Linked DNA regions of Mus musculus: region 2 is linked to region 1. The links are chromatin contacts, called in public HiChIP or PLAC-seq maps. All regions are on one chromosome and are shown on one strand. The core of a region is the stretch at or near the end of the contact, and the rest is flanking DNA. Distances in the headings are between cores, read along the strand shown.

Region 1 (2,960 bases), core at 119-2,618:
TTAAAGTCTTTAAAGTAACCTAATTATGAATTTGAATATTTTTGGTGTGTATTTGTGTGTCTGTGTGTGTACCTGTGCACTGTAAGTTCTTGTGGAGTCCAGAGATTAACATTTAGTATCTTTGTGAGTTGCTTGTCTGCTTTACTTATTTAAAATAATGCTTTTATTTCTTTTGTGAATTTCATATATTTTGATCATATTCTTTCTCTTCCTCCAACTCCTCCCAGATCCTCACATACTTCCCTATATTGCCAACTTCACATTCTCTCTCTTTTTTGTCTTTGTTTTTTTGAAAAAGGGTTTCACTGTGTAGCCATTGCTGGACAGGAACTCACTTTGTGGATCAGGCTGGCCTCAAACTCACAAAAATCTACCTACCTCTGCCACCACATCCAGCACTCTTTCTTTCTCTTAAAAAACAAAAACAAGGGGCTGGAGAGATGATGGCTCAGGGGTTATGAGCGTTGACTGCTCTTCCAAAGGACCAGGGTTCAAGTCCCAGCACCCATATGGCTGCTCACTGCTGTCTCCAAGATCTGACACTTTCACACAGATATACAGGCAAACAAAACTCCAGTGCATATAAAATAAAATTAGATAAAATAGAAAAGAACAAAAACTAAACAAGCAAGCAAGCAAACAAGGAGTCTAATTTGTGTTGGCTATCTCTTCCTGAGCATGGAGCCTTCCCTGGCGTATGGTTGATAGACTCAGTATCACTCCACTGAAGAAAACAGATTTCCTCTCCTAGCAGTTAACCAATTGCAAATAGCTTTTTGTCTTGAAGTGGGACTTTGTGCCCACTTCCCCTTGGGGTTTTGTCTGGCTTGAGCTTGTGCAGGTCTTGTGCTTGCTGTCACAGTCTCTGAGTTCGTATGTGCATTTGCCCTGTTGTGTTGAGAAGACAGCTGTTTCCTTGAAGTTACCCATTACTTCTGGTTCTTAGGATCTTTCTGCCTCCTCTTTTTCATAGACCTCTGAACCTTGATGGGAGAGGTTTGGTATAGATTTTGCATTTAGGGCTGAACATTCCAAAGTTCTTTCTTTCTGCACATTGATTAGTTAATTACCATTTACTTCAAGAAGCTTCTCTGTGGGGCGTGGTATCGAATGCCTTTAATTCCAGCACTCGGGAGGGGCCAGCCTGGTCTACCAAGTGAATTCCAGACAGCCAGGGCTATACAGAGAAACCCTGTCTTGAAAAACAAACAAACAAACCAAACCAAAACAAAACAACAACAACAACCAACGAAACCAACAAACAGCTTCTCTGATGAGGGTTGAGAGAGACACTGATGTATGTGTATAGCAATATGTCATTAGGAGTTGTTTCATTGATATGCTTATTTAGCAGAATAATAGTAGTGGATTTCCCCTTAGGGCCTATGACCTAGCTTCTTGGCCTCTTCTACCTTATTTTTTGAAGCATCATCTTTGAAATCTGTACTACATAGACTGGTCATTGGTCATCAGGGATCCATGTAGCTCCACTTTCCCACCTCAGTACTGGGTGTACAGATGTGTGCTGCTCTGTTCAGCTTTATATTGGTTTTAGGGATCCAAACTCCGGTCCTCATGTTTGTACAGCAAGAGCTTTACTGCCTGGGCCATTTCTCCAATATGAATTTGGGAATTTTTAATCTAGAGTTGCTGTGAAAAAAATTGAAGGAATTGAAGGCTGGAGATATGGCTTTGTGGTAAAGAGCACTTGATGCTCTTTCAGAGGACATGAATTCCATACCCAGCAACCATGCGAGGCAGCTCATAACTACCCTACTATCCTACTACTGAGCTACACCTCTATCCCACCCTTTAAAAATTTTCTAAAATTAAAACATAGTTGCATCACTTCTTCAGACCCCCTTTAAAAAACTTTTTATTATTTTATGTGTATGGGTAGTTTGCCTGCATGCATGTCTGTGCATCACATGCATGCAGGATTCACAGGAAGTCAGATACCATGGAACTGCAGTTAGAGACAGTTGTGAGTTGCTGTATGGATTCTGGGAATCAAACCTGAGTCTTCTGGAAGAGCACCCAGTACTTTTAACCATGGAACTCTCTCTTCAGTCCCTCAGTATCTTGCTAAATAGCTTAGATTGGTTTAGACCATACTGTGTAGGACAGGCTGGCCAGTGGACCTGTGCATCCTCTTACATGCGTCAAAGGACAGGGGTTACTGGCACGTGTTATCATATCTGGCACAAGCCTTTGTAATACTGATTTTTCTTTTTCTTTTTTGTTGCTGTTGATTTGTTTTTGTTTTTTGTTTTTGTGACAGACTTTCTGTTATATACTTCAGACTGATTTTGAACTTACATTCTCCTTCCTTTCCCTCTGAAGTAATGGGATTACAGATATGCTAGAACTACATCCAGTATGTAATGCTGACTTTAATGGTAGATCATTACTATGAAGCAGCACATTAAAATTGCTAATTTCTTAGAGCTGGAGAGGTAGCTCAGCTTAAGCACACATACTGCTCTTGTAGAGGACCTGAGTTTGGTTTCCAACACACACATTGGGTGGCTGCCACCTTAACTCAAGCTTCAGGGGGTTCAATGCCACTGGTTTCTGAAGGCACTGCACTTAAATGTACACTTAAAGTCCTAAAAATATCGAATTTCTCAAAGTTATATATACTTAGTCTCAGTCATAGGCCCTTTCAAATTTGGATATATTAAGATATTAGCCAAAACCAGAATTGAAGAGGTAATTTCCATTATTAACCTTTAAAACTTTTTTCTCTTTTGCTTAGGAAAATGAATTACAATGAGCTAACAGAGATACCATATTTTGGAGAACCAACACCTAATATTACTCTACTTTCATTGTAAGTTAAGATTTCAAATTTCTTATTTAATTATGAGGTGTGTGTGTGTGTGTGTGTGTGTGTGTGTATACAAGTGCTTGGCTCTGCAAGCACAAGGACCTGAGTTCAAATCCCAAACACCCCTATG
Region 2 (2,960 bases), core at 302-2,801, 300 kb before region 1:
TCCCACAGACCTTCACAGCAGGCCTTCTGCCCTCTTCCGGGCTCTGCGATTCTCTTACTCATCTCCAAGTACCCAGTGTCTTGTCTGTACCTCCCTGGCAGCTTTGTCCCCTAGAGCAGGTCTGTCACCGTGGTTCCTCCTAGGCCTATCTGATCTTTAAAGCCCTGTGTCTGCACTCTAGGTGGGCTCTGTGGAAGAGTTCCAAGGCCAAGAACGCAGCGTCATCCTCATCTCCACCGTCCGAAGCAGCCAGAGCTTTGTACAGCTGGATCTAGACTTTAACCTCGGTTTCCTTAAGAACCCCAAGGTTGGTAGGCTTGTGGGTGGCGTGAGTCCTTCCATGGGGCCTGTCCCTTTGATGACATCACCGCTTCCTCCATCCAGAGGTTCAATGTTGCTGTGACCCGAGCCAAGGCTTTGCTCATCGTAGTGGGCAACCCCCTCCTCCTAGGCCACGACCCAGACTGGAAAACGTAAGTGTTCCCAGCCCCCATAGTTGCTCTTAGCCACCGTGAGCCCCAGCCTGGGGCAGGTTTGTCCTCGACAAGCACTGGCTTACTTCTCCCTTAGTCCTCAGAGCTGTTGGTGTTAACAATGCCCACCCTGTATTAATAAGTGAGGTGGAGCAACTCTGCCTCAGATGTGACAGTGCCGAGCAGAGGCCGCCAGACTCGGCTCCTTGGCAGTTCCCCATGCATGCCGATGTTCTGAACCCCACAGGTTCCTGGAGTTCTGTAAAGAAAACGGGGGATATACCGGGTGCCCCTTTCCTGCCAAACTGGACCTGCAGCAGGGACAGGACTTGCTCCAAGGTCTGAGCAAACTCAGCCCCTCTACCTCAGGTATGGATGGGCCCTGCTGGGCCAGGGAGGTGAAGTGTGGGAAGCCGGCAGGATAACCAAGGATGTCTCTTTTTTTTCTCCCAGGGCCCCGCCGTCACCAGAATCTCCCCCAGGAGCGGGAGGGTGAAGGGGGCCTGCCCTTACAAGTGGAGCCAGAGTGGAGAAATGAGCTCTGAGGCCACAGCCGCCCGCCTTCTCACACCAGCCAAGCCTTATTGCTGCCTATCCCTGACCCAGAACCCAGCTCTCCTGTCCCTGCAAGAGATGGGAAGGCCGGGAAGTTTACAGCCCAGACCATTCCGCCCCTTCCTCTGCTAGGGAAGACAACCCAAGCTGCTAAAACTCGGAGGAAGGGGGAGGAAGAAAGCTTTTTTTTTTTTTTAAACCCTCTCCTTTGCAGTGCTGGGGATCGAACCCAGAGCCTCAAATATGCTAGGCAAGCACTCTGCCCCTGAGCTGCTTTAAGAAAAACAAAATGCTGTTCTATGCAAAAGCCTCTTGCGTGTGTCTCATCAGCCTGGTCTTGCTTCCTGTGCCCCCAAGATGACCCTCCAGGAGGGTTTCTGCCTAGAGCCACGCCCCTTCATAGCTGCTTAGCGGGGAGGAAACCCGATGGACAGGGAACCAACCCACAGGCATCTATGTTTAGCCAATGGTCCAGACCACTCCCCTCACCCACCCAGGCAGTCTGCCAAACATGACCTCATCCTGTACTAGACTCCACCCTGTCCCCTGCTGCCTCCGCCCCCAGCCCTGCCTCAGCAGACAGGGGCCCAGCCTAGCCAGCAACTTGGAAATGAAGAGGAAAAGATGGGACTCCAGGCTCACAGCCAAGGTAGGCCAGTAAAGACAGGAAGCTGCCACACACGGTGCAACCTTTGACCTTTATTCATGTCCCCACCAAGTTAAGTCAAATAACAAGGCTACTACCCAAAGCAGAAACCCCAGTCCCTACCCTAGACTCCTCCTGTGAGCCAAAAATATATAAAGTGCTGGTGTGTAATATGGGGAAGGCCAGAGGGACTAAGAGCCCCACCCCCTGGACCACCGCTTCTGGAGGAGGAGCCCTGCTCAGGAAAGGCAGGGCACCAGCCCGGTTCCCAGAGGCAGGGAGGAAGGGCCTAGCAGCCCCCACTTGGGGCTGGGAAACTCATGCAGTCCTGGGCAGAAAGGAACCAAAAAAGAAACTGGCAGCATGGAGTCCTACAAGGATGGCGTGGGGGAGGGTAACTGTACCCCTGGGAAGGGAAGGGTGGGAGGGTTGAGGAAGCTTTGGGGAAGTCAGAGAATGGGACAGCCCCTCCGGCGCTTATTCTTCCGGACCTGTAGGCCCGCCCGAGTGGCCATCTCAAATACCTCCCGCACCCCTTCCTTAGTCTTGGCCGAGCACTCGAGGTAGCCAAAGGCACTGATCCTGTTTGCCATGTCCCGGCCTTCCTCAGATCGAACCGGCTCCTGATAAGACAAGATACAGGGTCAAAAGAAGGGGTAACTGAGCATCCTCCAGACTGGCCCTGCAGAATTCCTAGGTCCAGCTACCACGGCCAGTTTCCAGGCTGGGGACATAAGACCCAGGTTGCCATTGCAGAATTCTGTCTGATCCCTCCCCCGCCCAGCCTCACCCCTACGGCACCCATTCCCCCCCTGAACAAGTACCTACTGCCCAACTGACTTCATACTCCGTCTTCTCTAGTCTGGTGGCGCTCAGCCTTCTAGTGCTGCAACCCTCTAATACAGTTCCTCATGTTGTGGGGACACCCCCCCACTATAAAATTATTTTTGTTGCTACCTCATAACTGTAGTTTTGCTACTGTTATGAATCGTGATGTAAATACCTAATATGCAGGATATCTAACATGCAGCCCCAAAGGGGTCATGACCCACAGGCTGAGACTGTTCTCGTCTATACTACATAGCTACCAGAGTACTTTTACTAACAGAGACTGAACCCCCACCTAAAGCCTTAATTAGCCTCCCAAGATAGCCTACCTTCCCCTAAGTAAAACAGTCCACTGGCTAGAGTTATTTAGCAAGTCCTCGAGTACTCACCCCTCTGAGCCTTCTCCCAGCAGTGTATAATGCCCTCCCTCCCCAGGGAACTCTTAACACACAGCCCCC

Evidence for each region. HiChIP or PLAC-seq counts read pairs in DNA pulled down with a chosen protein or histone mark.
Region 2: a contact with region 1 is called in an H3K27ac HiChIP or PLAC-seq map of embryonic stem cells, with 6 read pairs. The contact joins two enhancer-like sites. A contact is called at or near these places in 2 of 39 promoter capture datasets (cranial neural crest and hippocampal neurons), 4 of 115 datasets of contacts at active chromatin or transcription factors (acute myeloid leukemia, embryonic stem cells, pancreatic cancer cells and 1 more) and 2 of 9 other capture datasets (adipose tissue and liver).

The regions. Positions count from the first base shown.
Region 1 is chr3:104,494,504-104,497,463 of GRCm38.p6, reverse strand. Lrig2 (leucine-rich repeats and immunoglobulin-like domains 2) reads left to right here. Exons shown (of 18, transcript NM_001025067.2): 3 at 2,759-2,833. Among named protein-coding and RNA genes, the nearest start is that of Lrig2, 16 kb to the left of the region's middle. Within about 2 kb of position 1,368, at least 12 of the 459 cell types and tissues checked have an H3K27ac peak or open chromatin away from gene starts, as enhancers often do. A contact at or near this core is called in embryonic stem cells, where this site is marked.
Region 2 is chr3:104,793,207-104,796,166 of GRCm38.p6, reverse strand. Rhoc (ras homolog family member C) reads right to left here. Exons shown (of 5, transcript NM_007484.2): 5 at 1,708-2,297. The coding sequence ends at 2,124. It overlaps Mov10 (Mov10 RISC complex RNA helicase), which reads left to right. Exons shown (of 20, transcript NM_008619.2): 17 at 182-307; 18 at 385-473; 19 at 721-842; 20 at 927-1,335. The coding sequence ends at 1,018. Among named protein-coding and RNA genes, the nearest start is that of Rhoc, 5.7 kb to the right of the region's middle. Within about 2 kb of position 1,551, at least 157 of the 459 cell types and tissues checked have an H3K27ac peak or open chromatin away from gene starts, as enhancers often do. A contact at or near this core is called in embryonic stem cells, where this site is marked.